Linked DNA regions of Hordeum vulgare: region 1 is linked to region 2. A link is a contact called in public Hi-C data. All regions are on one chromosome and are shown on one strand. The core of a region is the stretch at or near the end of the contact, and the rest is flanking DNA. Distances in the headings are between cores, read along the strand shown.

The links. A called contact is a pair of places that touch in the nucleus more often than the background predicts.
Region 1: a Hi-C map of seedling shows a contact between it and region 2, with 3 times the contacts expected there. The contact joins the promoter of LOC123449318 here to the promoter of LOC123449316 in region 2. A contact is called at or near these places in 3 of 6 Hi-C or Micro-C datasets (leaf and seedling).

What each region holds. Positions count from the first base shown.
Region 1 is chr4H:534,885,937-534,889,489 of MorexV3_pseudomolecules_assembly, forward strand. LOC123449318 (replication protein A 70 kDa DNA-binding subunit B-like) reads left to right here and starts at 1,714. Exons shown (of 12, transcript XM_045126500.1): 1 at 1,714-2,007; 2 at 2,226-2,372; 3 at 2,460-2,675; 4 at 2,774-2,951; 5 at 3,049-3,316; 6 at 3,458-3,553. The coding sequence starts at 1,877.
Region 2 is chr4H:534,439,496-534,443,131 of MorexV3_pseudomolecules_assembly, forward strand. LOC123449316 (digalactosyldiacylglycerol synthase 2, chloroplastic-like) reads left to right here and starts at 1,907. Exons shown (of 5, transcript XM_045126497.1): 1 at 1,907-2,178; 2 at 2,510-2,853; 3 at 3,152-3,418. The coding sequence starts at 2,572.

The DNA.
Region 1 (3,553 bases), core at 464-2,963, 450 kb after region 2:
GGGCGACCGCCCGTGCGGCCACGCGGCCAAAGGGGCCAAACGACCCTGAATGTTTTGGAGCATGGACTCCTCTACTTTGGCATACCCAGGGGTCATATCCCCATCATCGTACCTCATCACAATCAATGTAATTAGAGCATTACTTAGGGTTTTACCTCGTAGGGAGGGCCCACACCTGGGTAAACATAGTGCATTTCTCTAGTTCATACTACCATCTAGTCGAGACCACCAACTCGGGACCCCCTATTGGGGATCCGTCAGTTTTAGCACTGATAGTCGGGGCATGAGGTATGTAGACCAAGTGACGTCGTGAAGGTGTTGGCATGCCACCGACGGACGTGGTGCTCCAATCTGATTTGGGCCTCACAGCCCAATCTAGGCTTCAGGGCCGATCAGGGCCGGTGCGGAAGCACGTGTCTGCCTTCTTCTCTAGGACGAGTCCGGTAGGGAGATGACTAGTGACGTGGGGGCCTCCTGGTCTTGCATCTAAAGGCAGTTTGGACATCCTGATCTTCGAGCACCAAGTCGTCGATATGCTTCATGTCGGCCTCCTTATCTGGACGTCGACGAGTTCCGGACTTCCCCTTAGAGATTTCCGCTGACTGGCGCATGGTGCCACTGGATATCTAGATCAGATTCGAATCGGTCGTGGGCGCCCTTATCTTCGGGCAGCGAGGCTTCATGAGGGCGTGGCGAGAAGCTTCACTTTCTTGTTAGTGCCGCGTAACATGTCTAAATATAGATATCCATGGTATTAACACAGATGACGAAAGTCATGATGGTTGCCATGGGAGGTTTGAAATGTGAGTGAGGTGTTTTGGTCGTGATGCAGACTAGCGACACATGTCCTTCCTGTGTGTCACGTATTTGGTGACCCGCAACAACAACCTTGACAAGATGGGGTGGCAGCACAGGTGAACTGCGTTTTTGATGGTGCTCTTTGAGCACCGAGCCGAGATTTTTAAAGTGAAAATTCAAGGTCTCGCCTTCATTGGTTGTACGTGGCAATGACCTTGTTAAAGACATTGTTTTTTATGAACTCAGACTTTTTTCAAGGTGAAAACCCAAGATCTTCGATCGGGCGAAGACACTCCTTATGCATTATTTTCTTTTTGGGAAGTTGCTTTCGAAGAATCTATTTTGTGGTCCAGATGTTGGTTAGGGTACTACCGTTGCGAGTGTCATCACCACGACGAGTCCTTTTTTTTGTCCGTGTGCATCCTTGATGTCACCTTGATGTCTTTAGACATCTTGTTGTTGTAAAAGCTGAACGTAATTGACATGTTTGCGATATTAATATATTTCTTTTTAATAAAAAATCAGTATTTCCTCCTCCCACGGCCAGTGCACACAGTATTTCCCCCTGAATCGTATCACACACACTTCCGAATTCAAAAACAAAAAAAATCACGTGTGGCTCGTCTCGATGTTGGGCCCCAAAGTCCTCCTCTCGACCCAGCTAGGCCGAGAAAGCGGCACCACCACACCGCTAACACCCGCTCTCTCTCCCCCCGCCCGCTCGCTCCCGGCGCGAAAACTCCCCTCAAAATTTTCCCGCCAGAGCCACCGAAACGTGAGCCAAAAAAAGAAAAACCATCCGCGCGCCTCCCGCCGTTGACAGAAACCCGCGGCAATTCGCAGGAGCCAGAAGCCCCCGCCCGCCAATTTCCCCCTCAAACGCACCTTATAACCAGCGCGCGGATCGCATCCCCTCTCCCAACTCCAAATCCAAACCCCATCCCCTCTCCCAACTCCAAATCCAAACCCCATCCCCTCTCCCAACTCCAAACCATTTCCGCCGCCGCTGCCCACCTTCACCACCGCCCACGAAATCTTCCTCCGGAAGGCGCGCGAAACCCCGCCGGAGACGAGAGGCATGGACGCCAAGTCGGTGACGCCGGGCGCCGTGGCCCTCATCCTCGCCAACCCCACGCCGGAGTCCGCCGCCGACGTGCCGGAGATCGTCGTGCAGGTCGTCGACCTCAAGCCCATCGGCTCCCGCTTCGCGTGAGTGCTCTCCCTCCTCCCCCCTCCCTCGTATCCTGTCGCCGGATCTATCCGTCCGTTCCGCTCATACCGGACCACGCGAAATCGCTCGTTTGGTCTTCAGAATATGTCTAGATCTCTGCGTTTTGCTCCGTGCCGCCGCAGATCTGTTCTTCTTAGCGCCGATTCCCCCTGTATATGACCCGTGACCCTGACGGACTGTTCTTGTTGCCTTGCAGTTTCATGGCTAGCGACGGGGAGGCGAAGGTCAAGGCGATCCTCTCCTCCCACTTCGCGTCGGAGGTCCAGTCCGGCAGACTCCAGAACCTCGGCCTCGTCCGCATCCTCAACTACACATGCAACGACATCCCAAATAAGTCGGACAAGTAAGTAAAATCTCCACCCCCCTCCGGCCATCTTATAGATCCGTTTCATCCTTCACTGAACACCGTGCTCTGTACGCTGTACGGCAGGATGGTGATCGTCACCAAGTGCGAGGTCGTGTCCCAGGCGCTTGACGCCGAGATCAAGAGCGAGGTCAAGATGGAAGAGCCATCCGTTCTCATGAAGCCCAAGGAGGAGGATGCGGTTATCTCCAAGCCCAATGGTGCGTCCCCGGATTCGATTATGCTGAAGCCCAGGCACGACGTGAAGTCCGCGTCCCAGATTGTTAGCGAGCAGCGTGGAAAGTAAGCTCTTCTTGCATAACAGCATCCTTACTCTACTGTTTCGCTTGCGGAAGTCTCTGAAGAATCGCTGCTAACTCTTGTAACTTCTGTATCTGCAGTGCTGCTCCCGCTGCTCGCTTGGCCATGACCAGGCGGGTCCATCCTCTGATCTCCCTGAACCCCTACCAGGGGAATTGGGTCATCAAGGTGCGGGTCACAAGCAAGGGCAACCTCAGGTCATACAGGAATGCCCGTGGAGAAGGCCATGTCTTCAACGTAGAGCTCACTGACGAGGATGTAAGTTCCCCTGACAATGTAGCGCTTTCATTCATGCATGCATTTGCCGAACCAAGTTTTAACTGTAAGCTGGCATTGCTTGATCTGTATAATACAGGGCACCCAAATCCAGGCCACCATGTTCAACGAGCCTGCAAAGAAGTTCTATCCCGTGTTTGAGCTTGGGAAGGTCTACTACATCTCCAAGGGGTCGCTGAGAATTGCAAACAAGCAGTTCAAGACGGTCCAGAATGACTATGAGATGACCCTGAATGAGAATGCTGTTGTTGAAGAAGCTGAGGGGGAATCTTTCATTCCACCAGTGCAATACAACTTTGTTAAGATTGATATGCTGGGGCCATATGTTGGTGGCAGGGAGTTAGTAGGTGAGGCCGAATTGCTTAAATTCAGTGAACTACAGTATATTATTACCTTATAGCATCCAGCCTGGCAGTGAACTACAGTATATTATTACCTTCTAGCATCCAGCCTGGCTAATTTTACTCTGTTCCATTTCTTGTCTGTAGATATCATTGGTGTTGTTCAGAGTGTATCACCTACTCTGAGTATCAGAAGGAAGATCGACAATGAGTCAATTCCAAAGCGTGACATTGTTGTTGCAG
Region 2 (3,636 bases), core at 657-3,156:
TTGACGCGCACGCGCTCCCAGCCCGACCCAACTGCTCGAGCTTAGGCTGGTTTGCGGCCTCACGCCCACTCCTCGCAGTCCCCGCCACCTCAACATGCTCCGGTGAACGCCGACGAGGAGGAGGAGCTCATGAGGCAGGTGATGGAGAACTCCATCCACACCCATGACGAGCGTCGATGGATGAGCCTCGAGGAGATGTTAGCCCTCTCCGCGACGACGACGTCGCCATCTCGAAGTTGAAGATGGCCGTGAAGGAGCCCCCCACCATCGTCAAGGAGGAGGTCCTCGAGGAGCCCCCACTGGCGTTTCGAACCCGCGCATGGTCGGCCAGAGGTGGACCTGGTCATCCACGACGACGAAGATGGCCGACTGGGTGTGTGTCGAGCCTTGGGCGCCCACACCGCCACGGTCACCTGACCCTCCTCCCGCCATGGGAAGAGGCGGTGCAAGCGCCTCCGGCCATGCAGCCACCGCAAGCGCCACCAACCCACCTCTGGACGCCTTCATCGTATGTCGACCACGCCATGGACGACGACGAGGACGCGTGAAGACTACGTTGGCATTGACGGCAACCACTGCGGTAGTGGCACTACAATTTTTTAATGTTAACTAATGTTTTAGTTAAGCGGCCATGACTTTTGTAGACTTTTTAGATGGCCACGAGAGTGGTGGCATTTTAATAATGTTTAATTAAGTTTATTATAAAAATATGTGGTCTCTTTTATTTTATGGAAAAGTCTCTGAATCTATCGACTGATTTTCTTCATCTAGTAAACCCCCTCCTCTGTGTGCCACGTGCCCGCGTCAGGCGGCCCACAGCTTCTCCCAAACCTCGTCTCCAAGGACGACGTTGTCTCCTCCACATGTTTAGTTCTTTTCTTCCCCTTTCAATCTCATTCATTCTCACAACCAGAGGAGAGGAGCTGCGATGTAGCTCGTCGGCGTTGCAATCGAGTGCTCGCCGGAGCTCCCTTCCGGCACGCAATGGAGCGCTGCAATGAGGCGCTCGCGGGAGCTCCCTTCCGGCGCTGTAATGGAGAGTTCAGCTTGCCGTTGCTGCAATGGAGCGCTAGCAGACGCTTCTGATGCTCTGTAATGGAGAGCTCAACGGCGGTCTCGAAGTTGCGATGCCACCAGCTGCGCTGCATTGGAGCTCTCTCGGAGTTGCATTGAAGCTTCACCGAAGCCGTCGGTGCTGCTTTGAAGCTTCACCGGAGTTGCATTGGAGCTTCGTCGGACACCGACGTGCACCATGAGAGCTCCACTGGAACTTTTGCCGGGATGCAGCAACGCTGCGTCGAAGCAGCCACATGCTTACTGCTGCTACAATGTTGCAAGTGATTCAAGGGCGATCATCGCGTTGATTTGACGGTTGTCTAGCCGGATGATTTCTCTAAGAAATCAAGAAATCATCAGACTAATTCGTATCACGTCCCTTATTTTAGACGGTGTGTATGATTTACGATGCGGCCATGTATCGACTCATCGACTACCCAAACCGAACACGGACATTCATTTTACTGTCCCAAAATATACGAAATCCAATAAAACAGACATCTGGGGATCGAGGTTGGATATCGTGAGCTGGCACCTCAACATTCGAAACAGAGAGCCCCTCGCTGGCACGATGCCCTCTGTGAGACCCGGTCGGTTGCTTGGATTCGGTCGGCGCCCGAGCGTGGCTGTCAAGGGAGGAATATTCCACGCCATTAGGCATAATCTCAGATTACCGGCCACTAAACTACTCGCGCCTGGGGCCGCGTCAGCCGTCACGCTGTGCCGCCTCACGTCCGTCCAGACGCCGGCGAGCGGCCCGGATCGACCGGCGCACGTCGGCACGTCACGTCGTTGCCGCGCGGGACTGGACTGGATCAGGGGAAACAGTAGCACTCCGGCTTCCGGGGGGATCTAGCCAGCGCCAGCGCGCGCCCACGACACGACAGGTGTTGGTGGGGGTGGCCTGGCCGACTCCCTTTCCCCCTCCGCTCCGCTCGCTCCGCTCTCGGTTGCCGCCGCCGCCCGCCCGCCCGCCTCCTCGTCGCCACAGCCGTCGCCCCTCGCCGCCACAGCCGTCGCCCCTCGCCCTTGTCACGCTCCCGCCGGGCCGAACCCGCTCCGGCCGCGAGCTGCCCCCAACAGGCGCCTCTGGCGTGGAGCTCTCCTCGTCGAACCTCGGTGGTAAGCCGCCCCCTGATTCCTCGCCAATCCGCTCGATTTCGTCCAGCCCCGGCCCCCCGCGCGCGCGTTTGGAATAGTCGTCTGTTTGTTTGATCATTATTATTATTACTGGTAGCATCCCCCAGCACTCGGGAGCTCGCTTTCAACCGATTTGTGTCGTCTGGTTGCAAGTTGCAGCATGCATAGCATACCTGCTGTTACAGTTTACCCTGTGTCTCGTAACGATTCATACATGGAGATTAGTGAGTTGTTACTACTGTATACTTAGTACCCACATCTAGAAACCTGGTTCAGGAGTTTGATGCTCATGCATTTCCTTTGTCTTTCCCAGTGACGGGATACCTTACACGGCAACGTGAATTTTGGGTGGAATTCACGGCGTAGCTGTGCGCCATGTCCGCGAGGCGGCATTTCGCCGTGTTCACCACGGCCAGCCTTCCGTGGATGACGGGGACTTCCATCAACCCGTTGTTCCGGGCGGCCTACCTTGCCAAGGATGGGAGTAGAGACGTCACCTTGTTGATCCCCTGGCTTTCTCTACGGGACCAAGAGTTGGTTTACCCAAACAAGGTTGTGTTCGGTTCGCCGTTGGAGCAAGAGGGCTATGTTCGTCGCTGGATTGAGGAGAGGGTCGACTTCAGGCCATCGTTCAGCATCAAATTCTACCCCGCTAAGGTACACCAGTTCTTCTAGCCCAATGTGTTCTTGGGATCATCTTATCTTTTCCATGGTTTACTTTGCACAGCTGGTTTCCTTCCAAATATATCTGGCTGGATTTGTTTACAGTTTTAATAGAACTTTATTCCCTTGCTTGCATGGAGTTAAGCACAAATAGATGATGATTTGTTCTTGCTGGCGGTAGATCCTGTAGTTGTTGCCATCCATCTGGCAATATGTATATTCAGCCTCCCATTTTTCATTTGCTTTTGCTTTGAGGCTATTTGAAAGAGCTCGGCCTTTTCTTATGACGCAGTTTTCTAAAGAAATGAGAAGCATCCTACCTGTTGGGGATATCACAGAATGCATTCCAGATGAAGCGGCCGATATTGCTGTTCTAGAGGAGCCTGAGCATCTAAATTGGTACCACCATGGACGAAGATGGAAAAATAAGTTCAGACGAGTGATTGGTGTGATTCACACAAATTATCTAGCATATGTGAGAAGAGAAAAGAATGGACAAGTGATTGCCTGTTGCCTCAGATATGCGAACACCTGGGTTACCCGAATTTATTGCCACAAGGTAACATCCTGAATATTTGCGGTCAAACATTCACCTCTGTTATGTCAACCGTGTTACTCTGTTCATGATGCCTCATTTGTCTCAAGAATCTGGACCAAGCATGCATGATTTCTATTCATAATCTATGTCCATGCATACCCACATGTATATCCTTTAGATATAAGATCAACAAAGTTGTGATGAGTTAGCCTTTTTTTATCTGCTGATCTCAGTGCAGT